Regions from separate parts of the Rattus norvegicus genome. Here region 2 is linked to region 1. The links are chromatin contacts, called in public Hi-C maps. All regions are on one chromosome and are shown on one strand. Each heading gives the region's core, a stretch centred on a gene start, on an enhancer-like site or on the middle of the called end of the contact. The rest is flanking DNA. Distances are from core to core; before and after follow the strand shown. Region 1 overlaps Pgm5 (phosphoglucomutase 5). Region 2 holds the start of Pgm5 (phosphoglucomutase 5).

The links. A called contact is a pair of places that touch in the nucleus more often than the background predicts.
Region 2: a contact with region 1 is called in a Hi-C map of the A7r5 cell line, with 4 times the contacts expected there. The contact joins the promoter of Pgm5 here to the enhancer-like site in region 1. A contact is called at or near these places in 5 of 12 Hi-C or Micro-C datasets (the A7r5 cell line, the Rat2 cell line, frontal cortex and 2 more).

Annotation. Positions count from the first base shown.
Region 1 is chr1:231,768,930-231,775,008 of GRCr8, forward strand. The region is part of intron 10 of Pgm5 (phosphoglucomutase 5); the gene reads right to left. Among named protein-coding and RNA genes, the nearest start is that of Tmem252, 29 kb to the left of the region's middle. Within about 2 kb of position 2,207, at least 7 of the 93 cell types and tissues checked have an H3K27ac peak or open chromatin away from gene starts, as enhancers often do. A contact at or near this core is called in the A7r5 cell line, where this site is marked.
Region 2 is chr1:231,936,964-231,943,042 of GRCr8, forward strand. Pgm5 (phosphoglucomutase 5) reads right to left here and starts at 2,849. Exons shown (of 11, transcript NM_001191953.3): 1 at 2,542-2,849. The coding sequence starts at 2,802.

The DNA.
Region 1 (6,079 bases), core at 957-3,456:
GGGGTGGGGTGGGGGGAGTGGACCTGTTTAGATGGGTTCCTTGGAGCAACTCCCATCTGTGTTGTCTGGAAATGGGCGGTCCAGTTCACAGGTCAGCAGGCAGCGGCAGCTCGATCCACTCGCAAACACTTCACAGATGCAGTCCAGTTCAGTCGAGTCGGAATAGCAAACATGAAACAGCAGCAGTGGCACTGCCTAGCAGAGCCAGCCAGGCCTCAGCCTCAGCTCCAGTCCCCCGGAGGGACCTGGAGGGACCCGGAGGGAGGCCAGGAGAAGTTCTCGGCTGTGCCTCTCTCGGCGAAGTAAAGAGCAGAGACCCACAAGTGTTCCACAGCTAGCTCTATAAGCAAGCCAAGTTCAGTCTCCATCACCATCCATCAAGTCCTAGTCTCCATCACCATCCATCGAGTCCTATTTATACTGTCTCCAAACATCACGTGTCCTCCACAGGTCTTGCCTCAGCATGTGCATCTGTCTCAGCTGACATCACTCTGCCAATCAGCGCGAGTCCACAGAAGCAGCAAGAAACTGCAGCACACCACCAGAAGGTTTTTGGTGAGTTTCTCTCTATGGAGTCCCGACAAATGGAACTCGACTATACGATGTCAGGCTGACCAATACATGCTTGCTGTTAGCAAAGAATCCTTTATCACATGTCCTTTTACATGCCCGTTTTAGCAGAACATCCTTTCACCCGTGTCTGCGTCAGGAGAACACTCCTTCACATGTCTGCCCCAGCAAAACACCGTCTGACACAACTGACTTTTCAAAGAGCCCTTAAGTTTCCACTTCAGTCTCATCTAACTTTAATTGCTAAGCCGTGAAGCATGGAGTACACAGGTTCCAGCCAACCAAACAGTGTTGCACATGACAATTTCTACCAATAGATGGGCTCAGTTCTGAGCCTCTCCCATTCCAAACTCCAACCTGAACGTCATTACTCTTTGCTTTCCTTCTTCTCAAGACTTAGGCATTCTGCCATCAAAATACCCCCACCCCCCCGCCTCACCATCACCACCACCACTCTGAGCTCCTCTTAGATTCCAGCATTACTGGGAGGCAAAAAACGAGAACAAGGGACTCCCTGTTGTTTATCTTGCACATGATGTATCGATACGGCACTGGGATGGCAACCATAAAACCAGCCAAGAGTCTAAGGAGAGTCAAGCCAGCTGATCTCTACTCTGGCAGTGGGTGCTGTCACACACTGGTGTACAAGGTAAAGCCTAGTAGGGCCCTCTCCAGCTGCCAGCTGGTTACATCAAGTCCGGGGCTTTCCATCAAAGGTCTCAGCCACTGACCAGTTCCCTGTTAGCATCCACTTTCTGGGATACACTCCTGTTTTTGAACACAGCCAACTATTTACTTGTGCAGCTTTCTATGAAAAGGTGGTGAAATTTTGTTGTGCTGTCTAGCTGGGCAGGACTAAAGATGTTATTAGAAAAGCCAATTGTGCTGACCGAAGTCTGTCTAACCTATCATCTGGCAAGAGGAGCTGTGACTAGTGACCTGTACTTGAATGACCAGCACAAATTCATTCATGCTTTCCGAGGCTGAGTAAACAAGATCCAGCAAGATTTGATGATTTGTAGACGTAAATAGTGCAGGGTTAACCAACAACCAGTTAAACATGGACTTGGGACACAGCAACGCAGGGGCTCAACTTAAACCTGTGTAGAGTTGTATCTTAATTTTAAAAAAGCAGGATAGCACCAGATGGTTATATTTCCTTCACTCCTTTAGAAGCCAGTTCTGCTTTTGTTTTGAACTACATGTGTCAAATGAGAGCATCATGTCTCTCTCTCTCTCTCTTTTTTTTTTTTTAATCTTTAAGATTTCTAAACCTTAAGCTAGCCCAGACCCAAAAGCAAGGTCAATCCCTAACGTTCAACTCTTCCATGTTCTGCTCTTATAGCTCTTTTTTTTTTTTTTTTTTTGGTTCTTTTTTTTCGGAGCTGGGGATCGAACCCAGGGCCTTGCGGCTCTTATAGCTCTTATAACAGATTGGCAACTGGAGATTCTGTCATGAGGTTTGGAAAGAGGGTCTCTTCAGTTTGTACTGCTGTAAAGGAGATGTGGCACGGCCCTGCTGCAGGACTGACAGAGGGGCATGCATAGACAGGGTCAATCCTCTCTTAAGTTCCGGGTAGTGCACAGTGTGGGTGGACAAGGCCATGACACATGCAGTACCCTGAGGAATAGTCTGACCACAAAGGCTGGTTTCAGGAAAGACTCATTGTCATCAAAACTCTAGAGAGCACTGGTGTGTGACACCCTGGGAAACATGAGCCAAACTCCCAGCCCAAAGCAGGTTTGACACGTCCTCAGATTGTTGGTTATCCAAGGAGGCCTCTCAACACCAGGGAAATAACAAACAGAATGACTGAGTTGGAGTCCAGATTTCAAATTCAAGGCCAGAAAAGGGAGGATTTTGGGTCTGATGGTTCGCTTGATTGCATTTTGGTTTTTCTCAGGAAGTAACTCAACTAACCCAGCAGAAATATAACAGAACCTAGACAACAGAGCTGGGAAGATGGCTTTGTGGGTTAATGCTTGCTGTGCAAACACAAGGACCTAACTTTAGATCTCCATCACCCAACATGGACACCCCACACACACACACTCACACACCACAGACAAACAAGATAGTAACATCAACAACAACAACAATAAAATGTACATAACTGTTTTCTTTATTGAAAGATTAATTCTGCTTCAAGTGGGGGATTTGTGAAAGGTGGTCAGTTGTTTTCTACACCACTAGAGGGAAATCTAACCCGCCCAGTAGCTTGAACATGATCTCCTCTCTCTCTCTCTCTCTCTCTCTCTCTCTCTCTCTCTCTCTCTCTCTCTCCCTCCCTCCCTCCCTCCCTCCTTCTCCCTCTCTCTCTGTCTCTCTCTCCCTCCCTCCCTCCTTCTCTCTCCTTCTCTCCCTCTCTCCCTCTCTCCCTTTTCCCTCTCCCTCTCTCTCAGCAGAATTAGCATTTTAAGACTGAAAACATGCTTTGAAGCATTATTTTATCCGATCTCTGCATCCTTGCCCATATTTTAAAATTATTATGTGAATCTTCATGATTATAGAGGTTTCTAGAAAAGCTCAAACTGGCTATGCTAGCTGGGCTGGTGGGAAAGTCACTGTTGAGAAACAGCCCAGACAGTCTATCTGAACCTCTTCCCCTACAGCTCCAGTTTATTTCCTCAAATTTCATATTCATTAACCCTGGCGAACAGCTGGTCATCTGTCGCCACCTCGTATTATTTTTAAATTTCTGAAGATGTCTGGGTCATCTGTCTCTTCCAAGGAAATGAGCTAGCTCCTTAAATTGGCCATAGAGTTTATAGCCCAACTCTTTCGCCATGTGTTTCTTCTCTAAACTCTCTCTGCATCAATTCTCCCTCATGCTCTGGGCCACATTACTGCCACACATACTAAATTCTAAGAAGAAAGGGAAAAATGAAGTCTCTGCTTGTGGATTTATTATATGCTTAACATATGACTCTAAAACCGTGTTCTCACTCTCTTCCTCAGACATACAAATACACATGTATATACATTTGCATCCACACACATTTTCATCACATCTGCTAAGTTAATGCATATTGTGTCATTTTGAAGTCTGTCATGATCCCCGACTCCTACATCATAAGTATCCCTATCTCTAATTCTATCCTTCAGGTTTTCAACTAATAATTCCAGACTATTCATGAGCTATAAAACACAACCGGCATGCATTTAGAACATTATTCTATTCTTTCAATAACATTATAAAAAGCTACTTGTGGCTGATATAAAGTAAGTGGAAGAAATCTCGTCATTTGCCCATATTTCTGTGTCTAAAATGGCGAGAAAAAAAAAAACCATATATGCTTGTGTTCCTGGCATAGATTTAACACTGTTGGGATTTCCTGGGTTATCATATATTTATACTGATTTACTCTACCCACATGCATCTTTATAATCTCATGTATGTTCAGATTGGGAGCTGTCTGACAAGGACACACCCATGCGGTTAGACAGTTAGAATTTGTGACTCCCTGACTCCTAGGATGATCTCAACAATCGAGGGCATTGGCTTTATCGATCAAATTTGAGTAATGAAGCCTCCATGATGCCCCTGAAGAGGGTTGGGAGAACACATGGGAAGGTGGGCACTAGAGCCTCACTGAGCTGTTGTGGAGGGGAAGGGTATTATTAGAGGGAACGGATCCTACTCATTCTCCCCCCGATCCCCATAACTGGCCCTGCACAAGTGTTTCTTGGCCATCCCTGAGCTGTAACTTCTGGAACATACTAGTTACAGTCCACTGGAGCCCTCTCCTGAGGTCAGGTGAGACTGCATTGAATTTTACTGAGTTCGTGGGACCCAGTCGATGATAGAGGCTCAGGGAGTTGATGAATGTAGAACCCCCCGGCTTTGAAGGCAAACTTCTTAATAAAATTGAACTAAACTTCCAGATGCTACATCGAACTCAAGCTCGGGTGAGAAATCTGCACCCCTTTGGACTTAACGATTTGTCTGACATGAAGTCTTTCTTAAAACAAAAGCAATCCAGAAATGGTCCACGGAAAGAAACAACTCCCTTTCAGGGTTTCCACAGTTGGAAAACTGGATGATAATTATGGCATTAACCTGTAGGCCCCGCTTGTCCAAGGATAAGATAGGGGGAATGCTGGGAACTGTAGTTCTTGGGAAATAACAAGCCACATGTTTTCAATCCCCTAAGCAAGTTTGTTGAACCAACCCCGCCAGTTGTGCTTTATCACTGTAGGCTGTAGGCTTGCCTCTGACTGGACCTGATGGAAAATACAGAGGCCTTATAGGGTTGCCTTTCAAAACCCCTGCCAAATGGGACTCAGGCCATTTCCTGGGAACCCGAGAGCATGCCTGACTAGCACCCATCCTCCTGGCCAGTATTTAATTAAAGCTTGCTTCAAATTTGGCACCAAGTTGTGGTAGTGGTCTTATTTCCAGCCAGTGGGGTTAACAATAATCCCACCAGGGGGCAGTGAAGTGAGGGATCACAGAAACAGAGTACTTAAGTATCTAGGATCGATACATTGGCACATTGCTTAACTGATACAGTCAAAAAACCAAGGTTAGAAGCATCTTGGCAAATCTCAAGTCCCGACTCTGGAAACGGAATCTCTAAACGTGGGTCTGTTGTCAACGTTTCTGTAGGTCTTTCCAAGAGGTTCTGATGGCAGTCTGGGCTGAACTTCTCTGACCTAACTCTTCCCTCCTTACCTGTTTCTCAGAAGGCCCCACCCTAAGAAGACATGCAGTTCTACAACAGCATGGCAGTATGTAGGTGGAGTAGCCACACGGCCAGTGGATGACGGCCAATGTCAACATAAGCATTAATAGATACCTTCACTCTCAAAAGAGCCCCAGTCTGGACATCCGCTCCATACACAAAAACATGGCTCTGCACTGTCTATTTCTGAACTATAAATTATTATAAGAACTGTGAGAACAAAACGGTAGGTGTGCTTAGGTTTGACACACGAATTAAACAAAACAAACACAGAAACTCCTGGTGCTTTAGGTACTCTTCTGCTGGGTGCAGATAATCAAAAACACATCCAGTCACTAGTTTCAAGGAAGGTTCAAGAGTATTGGCTCCTTCCCAAGGTTGGAATGGGCTAGGGTGTGGTTACATCTTGATAAGTCCCAAGCTGACCTTCATTCTCTGATTAACCTAGTCCTTCCTAAAGCCATCTTCCTTTTCCCTTTGGCTGTCTTTTGTGCATTAAGCTACTCCACCCATAGGCTTCTGAGGACAAGGGAAGAAAGTGAACAGAATGTTTGGCAATCCAGATGAGAAGTGAGAAGGAAGGAATATGGGAACGGCCATATTGTTTCTAGTTACCTATGAATTTAAATCATTTCAGCCCAACACTTTTTACAAATTCCCACCAGCTGGTTTGAGAGCTCATTAGGGGCCTGATTGCCAGTACAATTAAAGTCACTGTGTTTGGAAACGATGTCATATTTCAGCATCTTCCCTTGGCAGGACTTTCCGAATATAGCAAAGACCAAAGCTGTGCAAACCACCTCCCCTCCCAGGGCCTTCCTCA
Region 2 (6,079 bases), core at 1,599-4,098, 170 kb after region 1:
AACTCAGATGCAAGAATTGTATATGCTGAGTATCTTTCGGGCTCCATACTCATAACTCTATCCTAGAAATGTTCAAATCCTAAGTTATACATGAGCGTAAGATACATCAGCTTAAAGCTTATGAGCTATAAGTAAATATATATTATATATATTTTATATTATATTTTATATATATATAAAATCTGTTCATCATTTAGAAATGTAATAATCCTGGTCCCCTCCAGCAATTATATTAACAACTACCAAATACAGCTTTTCTTAGAAAACCTCCTTGTAAGATTAATTATCTTAGTCAGTTTTCTATTGCTGTAAAGAGGCATCATGACCACAGCAATTCTTATAAAAGAAAGGGTTGAATTGGGGCCCGGCTTACAGTTTCAGAGGCTTAGTCCATGATCACCGAGGCAGGAAGCATGGAGGCCCACAGGCAGACACGGTGCTGGAGAAGTAGTAAGAATTCCACACCCTGATCCAGAGGCAGCAGATGAGAGACACTGGGACTGGCAGGGGCTTTTGAAACCTCAAAGCTCCACCCCCAGTGACACACTTTCTCCAACAAGCCACACACACCTCCTAATCCTTTTAAAAAGCTCTCCTCCTTGGTGACTAAGCATTCAACTATATGAGCCTATGGGGGCCACTCTTATTCAAACCACCACATTCACTTTTCAATCAAAACCAAACTTTTTCCAGATAGAGGAATGATAGGCCACTCGATGACCAGACTTTCCAGTTCAGAGAGAATACATTCTAGTTTGTTACTTGTGTATCCTGGTTATGAACATCCAGTCAGGAATATATTTTAAAGGCTTTAGAAATGCAGGTCCATCAGCCCTCAGCCTCCTGTAGCCTTAGGTTAGAAGGCAAGTGAGTCTGCATCCATTTTCAGTCACACAAGGACCAATAATGCCACTGTTCTCTAGTCCTGCCAAACCACATCTTCCCTAGAGTCAACCCTCTGACTATTCACCTCAGAACAAGTCTCTTGGAAGGTGAGGAAGAAATGAAGAGGAGACTGATCCAAGCCACTGCTTGAGATGCAAATCAACAACCATCTTCAATAACTATTGTGACCCACAATAAATCCTCTCAGACCCTGACAGAGAGTGTGGAGGAGGGTGAGCAGCGTTACAGTACTCCCAGAGCTCATTATCCTCCATCAATGCCCAGGAATAGCTTTGTCAGACAAGAGGGAAAGAGCATTTGTCAATCTCTCACCAAGCCCAGACTCCAGCCAACATTCATCAACCCCAGGTGAAGAGCCGAAGTTAAATACCAGTCTGGAATCCACTCTAAAGCGTCTGGGACTATTTCCCATGATTGCTTTTGGGATATTAAAAAAACGAAGTAACAACAACAAAAGCCTCACAAAACACCTTTCCCCCTATTCCATTCCTAAAACCCGGAAAAGAGAAAAATCACAGTAGGAAACGTGAAGCATGGACGATTGTAGTGAAGAAACACTAAGGAGAAATGAAAACAGAGGGGGTGGGGTGGGAGTGGGGGAGGGGGAGGGATGGCCAGACTCCACAGGACAGGTAACCTATCGGCTTTCACTTTTAAAGATGTACATCTGCAAGAGATTTCACTCAAGGGAAAGTTCCATGGGTGTAAATCTGATCGCGTTCACCAAGCTCAAGTGACCTTTTGAAACCATATTTCCTACAGATAATTCGGAGACCCCTAAAGTTTGCTAATTACACGTTTTGGTAACTGGATTTAGGGCTAAACAGGGACAAGGTTGGGAGAGCAGAACGTATTTACCATTTACGGAGGTTTGAGGGTAGGGGTGCTTCTCTCTGTAGGGTACGGAAGAGGGAGCAGACAGAAAGAAACTCAAGGTCTGAGAAACCAGGTAGCAGAAAAAAATGCGGAGGTCTTAGGAGAAGGGAGAGGAAGTGAGGATGCGTTAAGAATGCTACTGCGAGTCTCACTTACACCCTTTAGAGAAAGGCCTCCTGGAAACTAGACAGCCCAGGTTGCAAAGCCCTCAAACCATCCAACCCGTCCCCGTCCCAGTCAAAGTCACCACTAAAGAACCACTTGGTTAGAGTGATGCACTGGGGTCCACTCTTGCCAAATAGCACGTGGTTCAATGCTGGAGTGTGTGCGCACAGGTAATTGTTAAATTTGACAGCTACAATTTGGGGAGAGAGAGGATTATGGTAATAATAGTAATAATAATAATAATAATAATAATAATAATAATAATAATAATAATAATAATAATATACCAGGGTGGGAGAGCATGTTGGCAAAAGTCTGTGTAGGGAGGTGGGCAATAAACCGGTTGGAGGAACATGGGAAGCCCAAAGCTGCAAAGCAGAGGAAAATGAAGAGGAAGGGAATACAGCAGAAAGTACAACAGGTGCGGGAGAAGCCTAGGTTCCAGCCCAGGGGCTTTGAGAAGAACAACCCCCCTTTAAGGCCAGTGTCCCAGTGTGTCTAGTGGCTGCCAGTGCACCGGTATGGGAAGCTGGAAAGAGCACAAGGGAGGTGGCTGGGGTGTGGAGACCCGCAAACCTGGCATGAGTCACTCACCCCGTTGGCCGCAGCCATCTGCACCACGATCTCAGTGGCCGTCCTGCTGAAGTACCTGCCATCGCTACCCACCACCATCGTGCAACCCTGCCTGTCGCGCAGGTCAATGGACGACAGCACACTCTGGATGAAGTTGGGCAGGTAGTTGCGCTGGCCCTCAAAGAGTCCTGTGGGCCGCCGCAGCCCGCCGCCACCGGTCGGCCGCTGGTCCTCATAGGGCGCTGTGGGCACGGTCAGCACCGGGATGGGGCTCCCCTCCATGGCGCCGCTGGCCGGTCCTGCCGTGGCTGCGGGAGCCTCGGGGATCTGCCGCCCTCCCGGGCCCCTGAGGTCTGGCCTTGCTCCCGGCTCCGCCTTGCGCCCTCCCCGCCCCTTCCCACCCTCCCGCTGCTACTCTCAGATTGTCCCCTCAACGTCCGGGAGTGGAGTCTGCCTCCACCTTCAGATAGTTTTCTGCAGCCCAGCTCCTTCTGAGAGGATCGCCCAGCTGCCCTCAAAATCCTTTCCCCGGCTCGCCCTGACTTTCCGAGTGTCCCAAAACCAGGCTCTAAGACCACCTCCTATGTCCCCAACCACACCATACACTTGAGTTCAGTGCCGGGGACTCAGCCTTCCAGCTACTCTGGAGGCCCACTCTTCACTAGAAGACAATCTTAAGACTGGAGTCTGAGCTAGCCAGGGGCCTAACCCACAGCCCTCTCTCCCCACACCCTGAGAGTCAGTTTAGTTTCTCTCCCTAGTAAGGACAGAGAGGGAGGTGGAAGGGGGCTAAAACCTTTTGCCATCAGAGAACAGCCCTAGCCAAAAATAACCCTGGAAAGGAGAGCTGAGAATTGTTAGGCTCTGCCAGACATGAAACTGAAGGCTGGGCAGTGTGTGTGTGTGTGTGTGTGTCTGTGTGTGTGTGTGTGTGTCTGTGTGTGTGTGTCTGTGTGTCTGTGTGTGTGTGTCTGTGTGTGTGTGTCTATGTGTGTGTCTGTCTGTCTGTGTGTGTGTCTGTGTGTGTGTCTGTATGTCTGTGTGTGTCTGTGTGTATGTGTCTATGTGTGTGTTTGTGTGTCTGTGAATCTGTGTGTCTGTGTGTATCTGTGTCTCTGTGTGTGTCTGTGTGTGTGTGTCTCTGTGTGTGTCTGTCTGTCTGTGTGTGTGTCTGTGTGTGTGTCTGTATGTCTGTGTGTGTCTGTGTGTGTGTCTGTGTGTGTGTGTCTGTGTGTCTGTGTATCTGTGTGTCTGTGTGTATCTGTGTCTATGTGTGTGTCTGTCTGTCTGTCTGTGTGTGTGTCTGTGTGTGTGTCTGTATGTCTGTGTGTGTCTGTGTATATGTGTCTATGTGTGTGTCTGTGTGTCTGTGTATCTGTGTGTCTGTGTGTATGTGTCTATGTGTGTATCTGTGTCTGTGTGTATCTGTGTCTCTGTGTGTGTCTGTGTGTGTGTGTGTGTGTGTGTCTCTGTGTGTGTACTCAGCAGGAATACTTGTTGTAGGGAATCATATCCTGTCAGCCCCTTTAGTCCCCAGGACCTACCATAGCATCTCTCCGGATGGGAGCTTTTTTTCTTTTCATTGTAATTGCAATAAACATGCATTTTCTTATTCTTGTCCTTCCTACACATCTGCTTAGAAGCTGGCTCCCTTCACACTGCGTCTGTCCACACTACTGAACTCGTTACTGGATAAAGCACCTTCTGCCCACCAGGAATGAAGGAAGGAAACCAACTGAAGCTAAGGTGAGGTACCCCCACCCCCACCCCCACCCCCACTGTGCTTGGCCCTTTTGCCTGAAGCCTTTCATTCCGATCCTCCTCAAACCTAAAACCAGGAAAATCTTCATCTAGAGAGGAGTGAAGAGGGAGGGAATAAAAGGGGGAACAGGACTAAGCTTGGCACACAGCTGTGATCCCAGACCATCTACAGTGCATGGAGAGAGAGAGGTCAAAGCAGACGAAGGCCTCAGCAGCAGCACGGGACTAGAGTGCTTTCTAAGAGTCAAGGCAATGGGAAGGGAGGGACAGGAAGGCAGGCCAGCTTCATAACCACAGCTGGTGACATGTCCTAGTGGGCAGAGATAAAACCCAGTCCTAGTCTCGAGGACTGGATGCCGCTAAACTGAACTCAGACCTTCTATAGAAGGTGAGTGAGGAGAAATGGGACGCTCTCTGGCCTAGAGACGCCTCTCAGCCTTCTCTGAGTCCCAAGAGATCAGCACCATCTGGAAGTCTTGGCGTGAAACAGGAGCACCTGTGTTCCCTTTCTTCTTCTGTAGCTCCTTCCTGTCAAGACAGCACCAACCACCGTCTTTACACCAAGCATAGACCAAACTCAGCAAGGCTGGTGTTTCCCCAGTGAGATCCTGGGGTAAAGCAACTGTTGAAAGCCTTCATCCCCATTCCATGCTTATAGAACCACAGAGCACGTTCGTGCCTTGAAGACACTGGAGGCTCCACCCTAAAGAACCTGCTTTAACTTCAGCGTGGCGTTTCCGAGTCTTATTTAACCTTGGGGTTCATTTCTGAATCACCAATGAACAGATCAAAGATGAGAGCGTTCCACAAGACGTTCTACGTCTCTGGGTCCCTTCCGATTACATCATCCTGCTTTCTTTTTTGAACCATTAACATATTAATCTCATCCACATTCCAATTAGGAGCTTGTCAAAATTATAGGAAAGGCAGCACGTAAAGCTGGCAGGCTCAAAACAGAATCTAGGTGTGTCCCTGCATGCTGGTAATCCCAGCTGCAGGCCGGGCTTCATCGGAAGCCCTAGGAGACAGTGTGAAAAAGATCAGATTCCGTTAGATTAGAACATGAAGAGCTTCAAGGAGACTACTTCATCGAATTTTAAAATGTTCTTACTCTGTGTCTCTTGACGGTTCAATCCGGGACACTGGGAAATCGATCTGTGTCCTTAGGGGTAGGGGTAGTGGGGCCGCTCTTTAGGAATCACTAAATTGAAATGAAATCATTAACTTTACAAAGTCCATAGATTTTGCAACTCAGTTAATTAACAGTAAGTGCTTTTCACACTGGGCCAAGTGCAGACAACTGTAGGAAATCAAGACCTATGTTCATTTTTCTCGTTGACTTCTGCTGGCCTCCAAAGACTTATGGACGGCCCTTAAATAGTCTAGGTATCCTGTGGCTACCTCCAAAATCAAACTGCTAGAGAGCTGGATCTCTTTTTTAAACATTTCCATGTGTTTATGTACTGTACTGTGCATGTAGGCGCATGCATGAAGGTCACATCTGAAGGTCAGAGAACAATGTCCGAGAATCTGGTCACTTCTTCTACCAGTATTGAACTTAGGTATCAAGGCTTGGCAGCAAGCACCTTTATCTGCTGAGCCATCTTGCTGACCCCCTAAATTTCTTTTTACACTTTGAGCTGTTGGCTCCTTATGCATTGTAATTTACAGGGCATGTATGGGCCAGTAAATGTGCGTATTGTTCATTAGCATTAATTCCCTAATTTATGTTATTGTACTTGACATGGGGCTAAAAGGTTAAACTTGGGCACTCAGAATACAAAGAATAAGAACCTGA